Linked DNA regions of Sus scrofa: all the other regions are linked to region 3. The links are chromatin contacts, called in public Hi-C and HiChIP or PLAC-seq maps. All regions are on one chromosome and are shown on one strand. Each heading gives the region's core, a stretch centred on a gene start, on an enhancer-like site or on the middle of the called end of the contact. The rest is flanking DNA. Distances are from core to core; before and after follow the strand shown. Region 1 overlaps EEPD1 (endonuclease/exonuclease/phosphatase family domain-containing protein 1). Region 2 overlaps EEPD1 (endonuclease/exonuclease/phosphatase family domain-containing protein 1). Region 3 has its middle 110 kb from the start of EEPD1. Region 4 has its middle 110 kb from the start of KIAA0895. Region 5 overlaps EEPD1 (endonuclease/exonuclease/phosphatase family domain-containing protein 1).

Region 1 (2,773 bases), core at 166-2,665, 170 kb after region 3:
GAATGAGACCTTTGCTCGGCAGGGAAGTGGGAGTGAAGGGGAGATGCCTTCTGAACATGGTCCATTCCGGGTAGACCTTCTGGACCTAGTGTGTCCATTTTACAGCCCAGAGAGGTTAGGCCACCTGCCTGAAGTCCTCGCAGCTGTTCATCGAGGATGGGTCCAGGAGGAGCTCGCCAGGCCTAGAGCAGCCATCCATCTGGAAAAAGCGTTCCTGCCCACAATCTTTAGGAAGGGAACATAGGGTGGAAGAGCCCGTGCCTGAAACTTGATGATCAGGTGACCTCAGTTCCAGGGTCCTTTCCCACCTGCCGTTACCGTTTTTTGAGATTTGACACAAGACTATTTTGCATATGATGCTATAGTATCATTCATTAACGTTCAGTCAAATACGTGCTTTGAGGGCTGTGTGCAGTGTTTCTGTTGTAGTTACTGGGAGTCCTGGGAACGGGCACCATCACCATTTCTGGGCTTTTCCAAACCCAGGTGAAGTGGAATTTCAGTGCAAGGATTTTAACCCAGACAGGGAGCTGGGCTCTTGCTGTTTGTCCATACAAGGCTGTTGGCCACCGCCAGGGCAGGACAGAGCGCCCACGTGCCCGCCTGCAGCCCGCTGCCCTCCAGGAATGGCGAGCCTCCTCTGCAGTCAGCTGTTTTTATTTTTATCTCATCAGCGTGTTCCTCCTTTTAAAGCGTGAATCCTAGTGACCCGAATGAGCTGTCTGCCTGGGCCTGGGCCAGCGGGACTAGGTTACTCCCGTTCAGAGGCAGCCCTGGGCTGGGGTGGCAGGGATTGGGGGGTTCCCTGTGTGACTGGAAGGGGCAGGGCAGGGAGCCAGCGTGGCCTGCCAGACTGAGAAGTGCTTGGACGGGGGAAGGGTCGTGCTTAAAGGAAACGGGGGCTGGAAACCCCTCTCCCGCATGCCCCTCACAGCAGCCCATTAAAAAAAGCAAGCAAAGGTATTCCCATCATTGCTCAGCGGTAACAAACCTGCCTAGTATCCATGAGGGCACGGGTTCGATCCCTGGCCTTGCTCAGTGGGTTAAGGATCTGGCATTGGGAACTTCCACCACATACGCTGCAGGTGGGGCCCTTAAAAGCAAAAAAAAAAAAAAAACATAGTTTGCAAAACTCAGGTGTTACTATTTAGAAACCCCAAATCCAGTGTGTGTCCCTCTCTGAGGTGGGCTGTAAATAGAATCCAGGCCTGTTGGCTTTGGCGCCCGCGCATGAGAGGCACTGCTGAGATTTCATCTGGGCTGATGCATCAGAGCAGTGGGGTTTCTTACTTCGAGGCTGGGCACGGGGAGGGGTGTTCTTTCCCTGCAGCTGAGCAGCGGCTGCCCCAGGCTCTCAGGGGAGGATGTGGTAGAGTTTCAGAAACAGGAAGGCAGACGGCCGGCCCCACCCCACTGTTGGCGCATGAAAGTGGCATGAGTCAGAGGCAAGCAGTATAACATTGGTGGGCCCCTGGTGCTGTACCCGACTTGTGTGAAGTACGTTTCCTCTGTGGGCCCACGAGTCTCACCCAGCTGTTCTGAGAGCTTTTAATTATCAGAGGTGGTTTTCCTCCCAGAGGACAGTGTGGTCCCTGGGCTGGCATCATCACCTGGGAACTTGCTAGAAATGCAGATTCTCAGGCCCCGCCCACGCTCTCCAGCAGGACTCCGGGCAGGGCCCAAGCTACCTGTGTTTTTGCAGGTGCTCCAGGCAACCCCGATGCAGTCTAAAGCCTGGGAACCCCTACCCCAGAGGTGAAAAACACAGACCTGGAGCCAGTCTGGGCTCAAACCTCAGGAATATAGCTTTGGGCAAGTTGGGCAACCACTCTGCACCTCAGTGTTCTCGTCTGTAGATTGGGGGTGCAAACGGTACCTCCTTCGTGGGGCTGCATGGGTCACATTAAGGAAGAGATGGTCAAACCAGGACAGTGCTGGCACGTGGTGAGCACAGCCTGAGTGCTCTCAGAGTCAGCCAGCTTTGATCCCGAGCCTGCTGGACCTCATCCGCTCATTTCATTGTACCAGCCATGCCGCAGAAACCGAACTCAATGAGCTGTCACCACGTCTCCTTCTGCAAAAAATGTAGGCTGCTCCGTAGGCCTCAGCCGGCCAGGGGTCCCCTCTCTCATTGCCAGCTCTTGTTCCATAGTGGGAGTTGCTTAGAGCATGGAGAGAAGGGTTTCAAGGCCAAGGCCACGTTTAGCCTGTGTGGCACCTTTATTAACGTGTCTGTCCTGGACACACAAGGGGTTCTTCCCTCCTGCTGTTGCTGGTGGTCAGGAGCTTTTTGCCCCATTTTGCAGCTATGGGAAGGGCTGCCATCATGAAGTACCACAGGCTGGTGGCTTCAGCAACAGAAATTATTTCATCACGGTTTGAGGGACTGAAAGTCTGAGATCAAAGTGCCAGCAGAGTCGTCTCTTCCTGAGGCTCCGCTCCTTGGCTTGTGGGTGGCCGTCCTCGCTCCCTGTGTCGTCATGTAGTCTTGCCTCAGTACCTGTGTCTAAGTTTCCTCTTCTTTAAGGACACCTGTCATTCTGTATCAGGGCAACCCGCTTGGCTTCATTTTAACTTAGTGACCCCTTTAAAGACCGTGCCTCTGATGACAGTCACTTTCTGAGGTGCTGGCAGTTGGGACATCAGTGTATGTGATTCTGGGCAGTGAGGGTTCACTGAGCAGACAGGAAGTGGAGAGGTGGGGGTGGGGGGGCCAAAGGGAGGACCCCAGTTGGGTGGGGGAGGGGGGCCAAAGGGAGGACCCCCCAGAAGG
Region 2 (2,834 bases), core at 158-2,657, 190 kb after region 3:
TCACGTAGAAACATTAATTGCGTGCATTCTAAGCCCTTCAGAGTGTTGCCTATGTCGACTTCAAAACTTGGCCTCAAAATGGCCATCTCTTTAAATAAAGCACGGCTGTCAGCTACTTTTGTGAGCCTTGCCCCTCTTCTCAAAGTCCGGTGCAAAGAAGAAATTGTAGTGCATTGCCACTTCCACCTGATGGGAGCTCTGCCATTCTCGGAGGGTGCTGACCAAGCACCAGACCCCCGGACAGACATGCCCTGTTGAGCCAGCTCTGCTGCTCCTCGCTGGAACCCGGGAGCGTCTCAGAGAAACATACCTCCCTGGGCTCGTGCTCCAGCAGCATCCTAGCCCCTGGGAGCCCTTAGAGGGCAGGGGCAATATTGCATTCATCTTTGTCCCCCTCATGCCTGGCACATTCACTATATGTTTGCGGAACTAGCAAAAGGACAGAAAGAGGGAAGGAAGGAGGGAGAGGTGGAGAGAGAAAGGGAGGGAAGGGGGAGCAAGATTGAAAGAGAGATGAGATCCCCTTCCAGGGTAAGAAGTCAGAGGTGTTGAGTGGAGGACTTGGTAAATGGGCTCGTTGCTCCTTCATGTGTGTGAAATTTCCTCCCAGGGAGTATCTGATGTGTTCGAAGAATATGGTACCATAAATACTGAAATAAATGCTCCCAACTTGAAGAGTTTCCAATAAGGTAAGAACTAACAGTAGGCTAGTTATGTAACAGGAAACATCTTGAATACTGCTAAAGACTTTAGCTCTAAGGAGGAAAAAAAGACAGCTTCCTGAAGAAGCTTCCATATGCAGCTCTAGCAGTAACTTCTGATTAACACATACTGTTTTCATTTTGAAACCCAACCCATCCAGATTTGAGTGTCCTATCATCACTTCTCCATCTTTTCTCCCATGCCCCTGAAGCAAGTCCTTCTTGTGCTGCTGGGTTTTAGTAGCATAAGAAGGTCTCTATTTTTTTCTGCCCATGCCTAATACACAAATACTGTTTGATATTGGTTTTAGAGCAGAAAATAAATTGATTTACTCTCTGTGGTCCACTTCAGTAGATTGGTCATGGCTCACTGGAGTGTTGAGAAGGATTCTGAAGCTCTAAGTTAAATGAGGGAAGGTTCAACGGGAAGAGGTGGAGAGGGTTGGAGAGTAGCAGTGTGCATGCCAGTATCTGCCGTCCCCGTTCAAGAGGAGAGTATAGGGGTGAGAGCAGGGACTAGCACCCTTCAGGTTTTGACTCTAAATCGTCACCTGGGAGTTCCTGTTGTGACTCAGCGGGTTAAGAACCCAACATAGTCTCCATGAGGATGCAAGTGAGATCCCTGACCTCGTTTAATGAGTTAGGGATCAGGCATTGCCGTGAGCTGCAGCCTAGGTCACAGCTGAGGCTCAGATCCAGTGTTGCTGTGGCTGCAGTGTAGGCCTCAGTTGCAGCTCCAATTTGACCCCTAGCCTGGGAGCTTCCATATGCCACAGGTGTGGCCCTAAAAAGAAAAATAAATAAATAAGAGTCAACTGAAGTTGTTTTAATTTAATAGTCATTGAAAGCCTGAACGGTTGATTCTCAGGTTGTGTTCTGCAGTGGTTTGGACGTAGTATCTTTGTAAGTATGTGGGGGGGGGGCGGTGATTATATTAACAGTGTTTAAACCTTTCCTCTACCCCGTTTATATCTGATCCTGAAATGGATTTCATGACTGTAAGGAGGGGCAGGGATGAGAGACTATTTTAAAAGTTCCTCCAGTACAAATATTTTCCAGTGGTTATTTCAGAAGCAGTTTAAGCTTTTGCAACTTGAGCCGCGACTGGAATCTCCTTAGCCTGTAACGTGCCATCCATCACATCGGTGGCCTGGAATCTAGACGTGTGTCCTGGGAATCAGTGTCCTGGGATGGCCGGTAGCTTTGCCTTGCCACCAGCCACATCTCGTTATGGCAGGCATTTCTACAAATGTACATAATGCCTTTCCCCCAGGGATCACGCGCATAGTTTTCAATGTTGTTGGAGACATTGCTTTTCAAATGGAGAAACTGAGGCTTGGCCAATGATTTTTAGCTCTCTGCACTTACAGCGACTTGGCCTCTAAGCCCCTGGGCCCTGCCAGGCAGCCAGTAAATATTCCTGAGTGTCCTCCATGTGTCAGAGTCACTACATATGGGGTGGTGAGAAGACCCTTGAGCCCTCAATCTCAAGGAGCTTCTGTGCTGTTTGGGAGGAAACGGACAAAAACACCCCAGCAAATAAATGCTTGAAGGTACCAGTAAGTGCCCTGAAACAAACAAACAAACAAACACACACATGCTGGTGACCAGGGATGCTGCTTAGACGAGACAGATTTGCACTCAGACTGGAAGGATGCAGTGAGATGCAGGCGTGTTGTCAATCTGGGGGAAGACTGTTCCAAGCCAGAGAAACAGCAAATGCAAACCTGTCTGAGAAATGAAGGAAAGTCAGTGACTGGAGCAGAGGGAATGCCCAGAGACCTGTCCATGAGCCCGGATGTTTGCTAAATTGGTGATGGTGGTTTCTTCGAGGCCTTTAGAACCTTTATTGCATTTGCTGGAGTTGCTTTTAAATAAACCTTTGCATTTGGCTGGACAGTGCTTGCTTAGCTGTGCAGAGAGATTACGGAGAATTCTGCACATTGAGGTGAACCTAATCATGGGCGTGGCTTCTTTCAAGAGGGTGTGTGGTGCAGGGGGGGCCCATTTCTGCTCCAGAGAACCATGCAGGTTGGTGGGGGAGGAGCACGGTGACCAGTAACCGGGAGCAGATTAGCTGGGTGGGGAGGGAGCCCGACCGCCCCATCAGCAGCTGACCCCTCCCTCAACAAT
Region 3 (2,700 bases), core at 181-2,680:
GTAAACTACCGGGCTGAGCCAACAAATTCATGGCCAAGAAATGTTTTGTAAGGAAGAAATAGATCAGATATTTTTTATGGTCCTGAGCAGCAGGATGGGGGACGAGCTATTTAGACCTGAACGTAATCACAGTTCCCGGGCCAATCAGCATATCCGCTCGGGAACACAGGGCTCCTTGCGCAGCGCGGATGTGGTTTTAGTGCCAAATAACAGGGGTCAAAGGGCACATCTTTGCAATGGGGAGACTTCTATTCCCCATTCTTAGGACCTGACTGGGTTTTGCTTCTTTGTTTGTATTTTTTAGAAAAAGTAGAACGATTGCTCATTTCTCTTTACATTTAACTTCAAATCCCTTGTCTGATCCTGTCTGATTGGCAGTGCTTTTTCACAAGACTGTTTTACCTATTCACACGGAGCACGAATACCTGACGTTCCATCCGGAGGGTGACTTTTCCATGAGTGCTTCTCCCGGGCGCTGATGAATGAAGAGCTATACTTTAGAGAGGTTGGTCTGAATTCAGATTAAGGCAGCCATGACTAGGCCATCAGCATCATCAGTGTTTTCTGCACCAAGGCGGTTTGGGGAGCCCTGCATTCTTAGACCCAACCCCCCATGACCTCATCTGTAGAATGGGGATGACCTTACCTGCCCAGCCATTCCCACAGATTTGGAGAGGATCAAACAAGGGCATGGATGGGGAAGTGCTCTTTTGAGTTGCACAGACCGTCCTGGGATTGAGGTTTATTTCCACCATTTATTAATGACGGGTCCTTGGAAAAGTTACTTCACTGCATTGAGTCTTTGATAACTTACCTGTAAGGAAGGACACTGGTACCTGCCCACAAATGAGCTCCAAAGATTAAACGCGATTCCATGTATTGAAAGAAGGCGTAGTAACTGCTAAATACATAGTAGCTTTTACTACTATTGCAATCACCCCTAGGTTTAAAGCAGTCGCATCAACATAATGTTTCGTCAGCATCATCCATAGATTTGAAACAAGGGATATTTTGGGAGTTCCTTGGTGGCCTAGTGGTTAAGGATCTGGCATTGTCACGCTGTGGCATGGATTTGGGCTGGGAACTTCTGATGCCACAGGCTTGGCCAAAATATTAAAACAATTTTTTTTTTTTTTAAAGAAAGGATATTTTTGGAGCAGAGCAGTTGGAAAAAAATTTGGAAAATCTGTAGGGGGAGGAAAGTGCACGAAGTTGACGGGAAAGTTGGGAGAAAATGGCCTTTCTGGAGTGAAGTTCTGGGGTGGAGAGCCGTGGAAAACGGAGTCCAAGAAGTCAGCAGGAGCCAGACAGTGAAGGCCTCTTTCAGCTGGAATAAGACCTTAGATCTTGATCCGGAGAGTGTCAGGCCCTGAACTCTGTTTTTAGTGCTGGCCAGAGTGACTGGATTCCTCCCGTGATCCAGTGCCAGGACCTTGCAGCAGCAGGGCTTCTGAGCAGTGGGGCAGTGGGCCGAGCCCGCAGCAGAGAGGGGCCCTGGTTGGGTCATTTTGCTGAGGGCCCATGTGGTCAGCCCCAGGGTCATTGGCTCCCTGGCTGTGGTGCCAGCTGGGCTCACTCTCCAATTTGTTCATGTGACCCTGCCTTTCGCGGAGGGCTGGGGCTGCTCTGGCCCTCAGGTCCTCAGGTCATCTAATGCCTTGACTTTGTGTTTATCTTGACCTAAGTTTTTAAGGAAGAAATATGTGATTGTTATTATGGAAGTTACAAAGAAGAAAAGAAAGCCAGTAATTCCATTTTCAGACCTAACTACTGTCAGTTTACTTCTACTATGTAGGGTTTTTTTAAAATACTTTTTTTTTTTTTTCAGAGCAATTTATGGTTCATGGCAAAATTGAAGGGAAGATACAGATTTCCCACACACCCTGTACCCGTAACACATGTGCAGCCTCCCCTGTGCTCAGCCTCTAGCACCAGAGTGTGACATTTGTTACAAGTGATGAATTTTTTTTTTTTTTTTTTGGTCTTTTTGCCTTTTCTAGGGCCGCTTCCGTGGCTTATGGAGGTTCCCAGGCTAGGGGTCTAATTGGAGCCATAGCTGCCGGCCTACGCCAGAGCCACAGCAACGCGGGATCCGAGCCGCGTCTGCAACCTACACCACAGCTTATGGCAACGCTGGATCCTTAACCCACTCAGCAAGGCCAGGGATCGAACCCGCCACCTCATGGTTCCTAGTTGGATTCGTTAACCACTGAGCCACGACGGGAACTCCACAAGTGATGAATTTATATCGACACATTGTTATCCCCCAAAGTCCCTGGTTTGCTGACATTACATCCACTCTGGGTTTAAGACATTCTGTGAGTTTGGACCAGTGTGTGGTGGCCTGTATCCATCATTACGGTGTCATTGAGAGTATTTGCACTGCCCTAAAGACCTCTGGGCTTTACTTCATCATCCCCACCCTTTCCCCTGGCAATTGTTTATCTTTTTACTGTTTTCATAGTTTTTCCTTTTCCAAAATGGCCTACAGTTGGAATCAAACAGTACGTAACCTTTTCAGGTTGCTTCTGTCACCTAGAAATATGCATGTAAGTGTTTTCTGTGTCATTTCATGACTCAATAGCTTATTGCTTTTTGGTGCTGAGTGATATTCCATTATCTGGATACCCCCCAGTTTATTGATCCATACTGCATGGCGTCTTGGTTGTTTCCAGTTTGGGGCAGCTTTGAATAAAGCTG
Region 4 (2,700 bases), core at 144-2,643, 240 kb after region 3:
TGCCGTGGGGACGTCCCGAAAAGCAAAACAAAAAGGGGGCCCTCTGAGGGCTGCCTTTCTCCAAAGCCGGAGGGACGTTGTTCTCTTTGTGCGTCTCTGATCTGATGGTGGGAGTTCTCCTCTCCTGCAGATGCGACATCCCAACCTAGACATCGGAGTGTCAGAGTCTCATCACCCAGCCTGGCCGAGGTCTCCACCATCCGTGGACAGGAGGTAAGTGCACGTCACCTGAGGCCACCACAGGGCTTGTTTTCGGAGGAAAGGGGTGAATGGCTGCCACACCATTCACTCCCCTTAACCTGGCTCCCGTCCTCACACGTTCTTGCCCACAGCTCAGCTCCTCAAAGCACTTTACACTTTGACCCACTTTATTCCCCAGAAGAGTCCACCAAAATGGGTCCTGCTATCATTTGTGGTTCCTTTCACAGATGAGGAAACTGAGGCCCGGAGACGGTGACAGAGAAGGGTCGTCAGCTAGGAGTGGCAGAGCGGAGAGGAGCCAGGCCATCAGATGCCAGTGTCACACGTGCCTCACTGGGCTCCTGCTGGAGTTCTGCTCAGTGCTTCCGCTGGCCTTAGCTGGATGCAAACTCACACCACAGACATCAAGTGGGGGCACGTCTCACCCGAGGGACCCAGGAGGGGGGGTCCCTGATCGGTAACCACAGGCCCAGGTGTGGAGCCAGCCGACCTGGCTGCAGAGTCCCAGCTCTGGTGACTGAGCTGCGGGCCCCTCTGCACGTTCTGCTTGTCAGCTGGGTCCCAGGTTTCTTATTTGTTAAATGACCATGGAACAAACCCCTCAGGATTGCAGAGACTGAATAACATGTATAAAGTTCTTAGCACACTGACCCCAGGGCCCAACTCCGGGGTCGGGGAACCGTTTACCGTGACACATGGTGAGAGTTCAGGAAGCAGTTTAAAATTTTTTTTTAAGGAGTTCCCGTCGTGGCGCAGCGGTTAACGAATCTGACTAGGAACCATGAGGTTGCGGGTTCGATCCCTGCCCTTGCTCAGTGGGTTAACGATCCGGCGTTGCCGTGAGCTGTGGTGTAGGTTGCAGACGCGGCTCGGATCCCGCGTTACTGTGGCTCTGGCATAGGCCGGCGGCTACGTCTCCGATTAGACCCCTAGCCTGGGAACCTCCATATGCCGCAGGAGCAGCCCAAGAAATGGCAAAAAATAAAAAAAAAAATTTACATTTTTATCCTCGGAGACTCTCTGTTCCCTCAAATGGAACGGGAGCTTTGTGATTTCCCAACAGTATGTCATCCTGGACTGTCACTGGTCCAGCTGGGCCCATAGAAATAAGGATCCTCACGCGGCGGAGCCTGTCACGTGGATGCTGATCATCTGGCCCGCGTTTCAATGAAAAAGACGCAAAGGGCTCCCTAATCCGAGGCTGCGCTTCATGGCTCCCCCTGGTGGGGAAACGTGGTAAGACACACAGTAAACAATCTTCCAGGGATGGCGCCTGGAATTTGTTTTGCGTTGACAGATGGCAGATGGACTAGTCTCCCAGAAGCAGTAAGAGCTGAACTCAGATATAGCATCTTACCTGGCATCATCGCTGGACCAATGGTGGGCACATTTAGCCTTAGAAAGTCTCGATTCCCAGCCGGGCTGCAAAATGATGGAGCCCTTCCCCCGCAGGGCGTGAGGCTGTGCAAACAGCTGGCTGGTCCGCTGCCAGCGCCCCGCCTCCTTGGCTCGTCCCTGCCTGCGCCTGTGAGCCTTTAGCCCAGAGGCAGGATGTTCTTAAAACTTACAGAATTAAAAGCTCAAGTTTGCTAGAAGCGTTAGGATTAATTATAAGATTAATTAATAATCGGATGGTCTACCTTCCCCCTGTACAGTGAATATGAGAGGATTGGTAGAGCTTAAAATCCAAAAAAGATGCTTAAATTTACAAACTGTGGCTAGGTGTCGAAGCTAGACTATGGGAACTTAGGGGTTTGTGGCATTTCCTACTTTTGTATGTTTTAAACATTCCATAATATACAATGAAATAAATGCATAAATAATAAAAGGCCCGAGCCAAAAAAGAGACGTCAAACATTTATACTTTTCAGCAGAATAAATACTGCATTTCACTGTGGACCAGGTGTGCTAAAGTCCTCACAGCAGAGGTGGAAACATGTGGACGAGATTAACTCCTATAATTCTTTCTCTTTCTGCCATTGCCCGAAGTGGTATTTTGCTAGGAAGAAGTCACCAAAAGTGAGTGCGCGTTTAATTCTAGAATGGGGAAATTAAAATGCATGTATTTGGAGGGTAAATTAGTCGTACCAGAGAGAAGAAAGGGGTCTTTAAAAGCCTTGGGCTGCTTCTCATTCATTACACATGGTGCACCCACCAGGCTGGGCCTTGGGGGTGGGTGGGGGAAGAGGAAGGAGGGCCCTCCCTTCCAGGGCCTCTGGGCTGTGGTCCTGGGCTGTGCGTGTCTCCACCGTGCCACCCCTGCAGCCTCAAAGGCCTGGATGTATGGGATCCCTGTATTCTCCACTGTTCCTCTTGGTGAGGCTGGAAGGAGGCGGCAGGGTCTCCTCTGAAAAGGTAGCCAGCAGGGATCTGAGAGCCAGGCCGTTAGGAAGCTCATGGCTCCATTTTGACTCTGGAAGCCTCATGCAGCAGCCAGACAAAGCAATTCATTCCTGCATCTTCCATCTTGTAAGAAAACCACGAGCCCCCTAATAAAAC
Region 5 (2,847 bases), core at 95-2,594, 220 kb after region 3:
GGACTTTCCTTCATTCACACCAGCTTTGCAGCTGAGTCTGAGTCACCAGGAGCGGCTGGTAAAATGCACATCACCAGGCTCCACCCGGACACTAGCTCCGTAGCATGTGACGTTCCCAGGTGATACTGATGCTCACCTTGAACTAATGCTACTTTAGTCCCCAGAGCCCATCCCGGAGAGTGGCGTGCATGGAAAACAGCGTCAGCCTGTGCCACCTCTTCCCAGTTCCGGCCCTGCCTATCCAAGCGGCGTGGCAAGAGTGGGGATGTTGAGGCTGGACTGGCGTTTGGGGCACACCTGTCTTCAGGTGTCTGGAGGTCCCATGAGGGTCGGGAGAGATGAGATTACCGCTGTCTGCACATCCCTCTTCCCAGCAGAGCGGGGGTGAGGGGCTCTCTGATCTGACTGGTTGGCTGATCCCCCCAGGGCTTTTAAAGATGCGCTTTCAGGCTTCTTTCCGGGGTGCCTCCTAGGAGATTCAGCCCAGCAACCCGGTTCAGGACCCCCTGCGTGGAGAGGAGTGAGACACCAGATGGGCAGTGAAGAGCCGCTCTCCTTTTTAATGACTGTTGGATTCAGGTCTAATGATCACTCAGCAAGCAAATGATGCCTCAGCAGGAAATTGGGCCCTTTGTGAAGTCCATTTCCTCGCTGGATCCCTGAAGTTAGAGTCAATAAATTCCGCCTGCATTTTCCAGAGTGCTTTATTTCCCACCCGAGGATGGCTACCGGCCAGGACCATCTGGCCGTGGGGACTTGTCCGGGTGAAGCTCCCCCTTTGGGAATAACACTGTCCCTGGGCAGGGTTGAAAGAAGAATGGATGGAAGTCACTGATGACCCAATTTCAGAGGGAACACTTCCCAGGCAAACTCAAAGTCAGGTTAAAATTGAGGTAATTATTTAAATAATTAGCTTTAGGAAGAAATTCCTCCTTTTGTTGATCATACGCGGATTCGAGGGCAGTGGTCTTCCCTGGAGTTTCCTGGTTCACCAACAGATGCATCGCTGGGTGCCGTGCTCTGTGCCAGGTGGGCTTTTTGAAGGCGACTTGGGGACAGTCTCTGCCCTTTTGGCGTCCACTGCTGGAGAGAGGCAGACATGTCAACATCTGACTGTAAAAGCAGCCTGACTCCTAGGGCCGTCCGTGTCTAGAGTGGCCCTCTCAGCACGCGTCCTCCCTGCCTGGTCTCATTTTCTTCATAGCACTTGTCACTATAGAAGTGACCGGCCTTGTCTTCCCTGTTGCAGTATAAGCAACGGGCGAGCAAGAGACCGGACTGTGAGACCCTGGGCTCCCATTGGAGGCGAGCTGCCCAGGGAGGGCATGATTGCAGCTCTCTGCAGTGAGGTGTTCCGACAGGGCTGCCAGCTGATGGCCATCTGCCCACAGTACTGCCCAGATCTGGGGCAGCTGCAGAGGTTCTCGGACCTTAGCAGGCACAGAGTCCCTTGAAAGGCTTATCAAAACACAGGATGCTGGGGCTCACCCTTGAGTTTCTGATCCAGTGTAGGATGCGGCCAGAGACTTTCTAACAAGTTCCCAGGTGATGTTGATGCTCCCGGGCTCTGAGGACACAGGGGATGGTGCATCAGCACAGCCGTCACAATGTAGCCAGCAGACAGAAGGGGGGTGATCAAATGACAGAGAGGCAGGGTGACTTCTTACAGCTACGCCAGTGCCCCAGGTGAGAGAAGATAGGGCCCTGAATCAGGCCAGATGGGACTGGAGAAGAGCAAGAGGGCCCTCCAGACACGTGAGGATGGGTGGGGCTGGGTGAGAGATGGGACGTGGGTGGAGAGGGAAGAGTCAGAGCAGCTGGCAGGATGCCAGTGCCAGGAACCGAGATGGGCCTGCAGTTGGGAGGGGAACAGCGTGTTCCTTTGGGACCTGCTGGGTTTGTGCTTCTGTGGAAACCTTAAGAGGGGAACTTGAAAAAGGAAGTTGAAATACAATCCAAGATTCAAGGGAGAAATCTGAGCTGCAGGGACAGATCGGGGGCCTTTGGGGTAGAGATGTAAGCTAAAGCTGTGGGGCTGAGTAAGAGATAGCATGGACGCCCCAGAAAGAAGCCAGGAGACTGGCTTGTCGGGCCGGGCAGAGAGAGATGAGGGGGGTGTCCCGAGGTGCAAAGGGACAGGTGAGCGTCACCAGGAAGGGGCAGTGCCAGATTCCAGAGCGTCTCAGAAACTGAGCAAATCCTGGGGACGCCCCCAGAAAGAACCAACCCCAGGAAGTGGGATGGTTTTTAAGGGTGTTTTAGAGACACTGGTCCACATACTCTGAAGTCTGTAGTTTTTCAACTCCTCGTTTTACTTGGTGCAGTTTTATTTTGCCCTGATGCGAAAGTCACCTTACAGTTCCGTGATGGTGGAACACACAGAAGCAGAGGAGAAGCCCCCCTATAAACACACACAAGGCATGGTCACCGTCCATGACGGGAGGGCTTTCTTCTCAGAGGAAAATCAAGGTGAACAACGGAGTGGCTCATGGTGAAGCTGGGGTCAGTTGGTTTTTTTTTTTTTTTTTTTTTTTTTTTGCATTGTAATTGACTTTAACTATTGTATTAGTATCCTATGTACAACATAGTGATTCTCTGTGTTTATATGTTACGAAATGTTCACCAGGTCAATTCTAGTTACCATCTGTCACCGTACAAAGTTATTTCACTATTACTGACTGTCTCTTGGGGGTCAGTTTTTGCACGTCTCTTGGAAGCGGTGGGAAGAACAGACACGGTGTTCTTCGTCTTTTTTCCTCCGCACTTGATACTGAGCTAGTCCCCCTTGGCACCTTCCGTGCTGGTTTTACAGGGATTGAAAGGACTCTGACAGCTTGGTTTGAACTC

What was found. Hi-C and Micro-C count contacts between places; a contact is called where the count stands out from the background. HiChIP or PLAC-seq counts read pairs in DNA pulled down with a chosen protein or histone mark.
Region 1: a contact with region 3 is called in an H3K27ac HiChIP or PLAC-seq map of skeletal muscle. The contact joins two enhancer-like sites. A contact is called at or near these places in 5 of 47 Hi-C or Micro-C datasets (embryonic fibroblasts, liver and skeletal muscle) and 2 of 2 datasets of contacts at active chromatin or transcription factors (alveolar macrophages and skeletal muscle).
Region 2: a contact with region 3 is called in an H3K27ac HiChIP or PLAC-seq map of skeletal muscle. The contact joins two enhancer-like sites. A contact is called at or near these places in 9 of 47 Hi-C or Micro-C datasets (fetal liver, heart right ventricle, liver and 5 more) and 2 of 2 datasets of contacts at active chromatin or transcription factors (alveolar macrophages and skeletal muscle).
Region 4: a contact with region 3 is called in a Hi-C map of skeletal muscle, with 5 times the contacts expected there. The contact joins two enhancer-like sites. A contact is called at or near these places in 3 of 5 promoter capture datasets (fetal liver, fetal skeletal muscle and liver), 37 of 47 Hi-C or Micro-C datasets (adipocytes, adipose tissue, alveolar macrophages and 18 more) and 2 of 2 datasets of contacts at active chromatin or transcription factors (alveolar macrophages and skeletal muscle).
Region 5: a Hi-C map of retroperitoneal adipose tissue shows a contact between it and region 3, with 2.2 times the contacts expected there. The contact joins two enhancer-like sites. A contact is called at or near these places in 2 of 47 Hi-C or Micro-C datasets (embryonic fibroblasts and retroperitoneal adipose tissue) and 2 of 2 datasets of contacts at active chromatin or transcription factors (alveolar macrophages and skeletal muscle).

The regions. Positions count from the first base shown.
Region 1 is chr18:37,889,088-37,891,860 of Sscrofa11.1, reverse strand. The region is part of intron 2 of EEPD1 (endonuclease/exonuclease/phosphatase family domain-containing protein 1); the gene reads left to right. Among named protein-coding and RNA genes, the nearest start is that of EEPD1, 58 kb to the left of the region's middle. Within about 2 kb of position 1,415, at least 40 of the 83 cell types and tissues checked have an H3K27ac peak or open chromatin away from gene starts, as enhancers often do. A contact at or near this core is called in liver and skeletal muscle, where this site is marked.
Region 2 is chr18:37,868,689-37,871,522 of Sscrofa11.1, reverse strand. The region is part of intron 2 of EEPD1 (endonuclease/exonuclease/phosphatase family domain-containing protein 1); the gene reads left to right. Among named protein-coding and RNA genes, the nearest start is that of EEPD1, 79 kb to the left of the region's middle. Within about 2 kb of position 1,407, at least 3 of the 83 cell types and tissues checked have an H3K27ac peak or open chromatin away from gene starts, as enhancers often do. A contact at or near this core is called in skeletal muscle, where this site is marked.
Region 3 is chr18:38,060,956-38,063,655 of Sscrofa11.1, reverse strand. No RefSeq gene overlaps it. Among named protein-coding and RNA genes, the nearest start is that of EEPD1, 110 kb to the right of the region's middle. Within about 2 kb of position 1,430, at least 15 of the 83 cell types and tissues checked have an H3K27ac peak or open chromatin away from gene starts, as enhancers often do. A contact at or near this core is called in adipose tissue, fetal skeletal muscle, liver and 2 more, where this site is marked.
Region 4 is chr18:37,819,149-37,821,848 of Sscrofa11.1, reverse strand. No RefSeq gene overlaps it. Among named protein-coding and RNA genes, the nearest start is that of KIAA0895, 110 kb to the right of the region's middle. Within about 2 kb of position 1,393, at least 27 of the 83 cell types and tissues checked have an H3K27ac peak or open chromatin away from gene starts, as enhancers often do. A contact at or near this core is called in adipose tissue, fetal skeletal muscle and skeletal muscle, where this site is marked.
Region 5 is chr18:37,837,643-37,840,489 of Sscrofa11.1, reverse strand. All of the region lies in intron 3 of EEPD1 (endonuclease/exonuclease/phosphatase family domain-containing protein 1), which reads left to right. Among named protein-coding and RNA genes, the nearest start is that of EEPD1, 110 kb to the left of the region's middle. Within about 2 kb of position 1,344, at least 8 of the 83 cell types and tissues checked have an H3K27ac peak or open chromatin away from gene starts, as enhancers often do. A contact at or near this core is called in retroperitoneal adipose tissue and skeletal muscle, where this site is marked.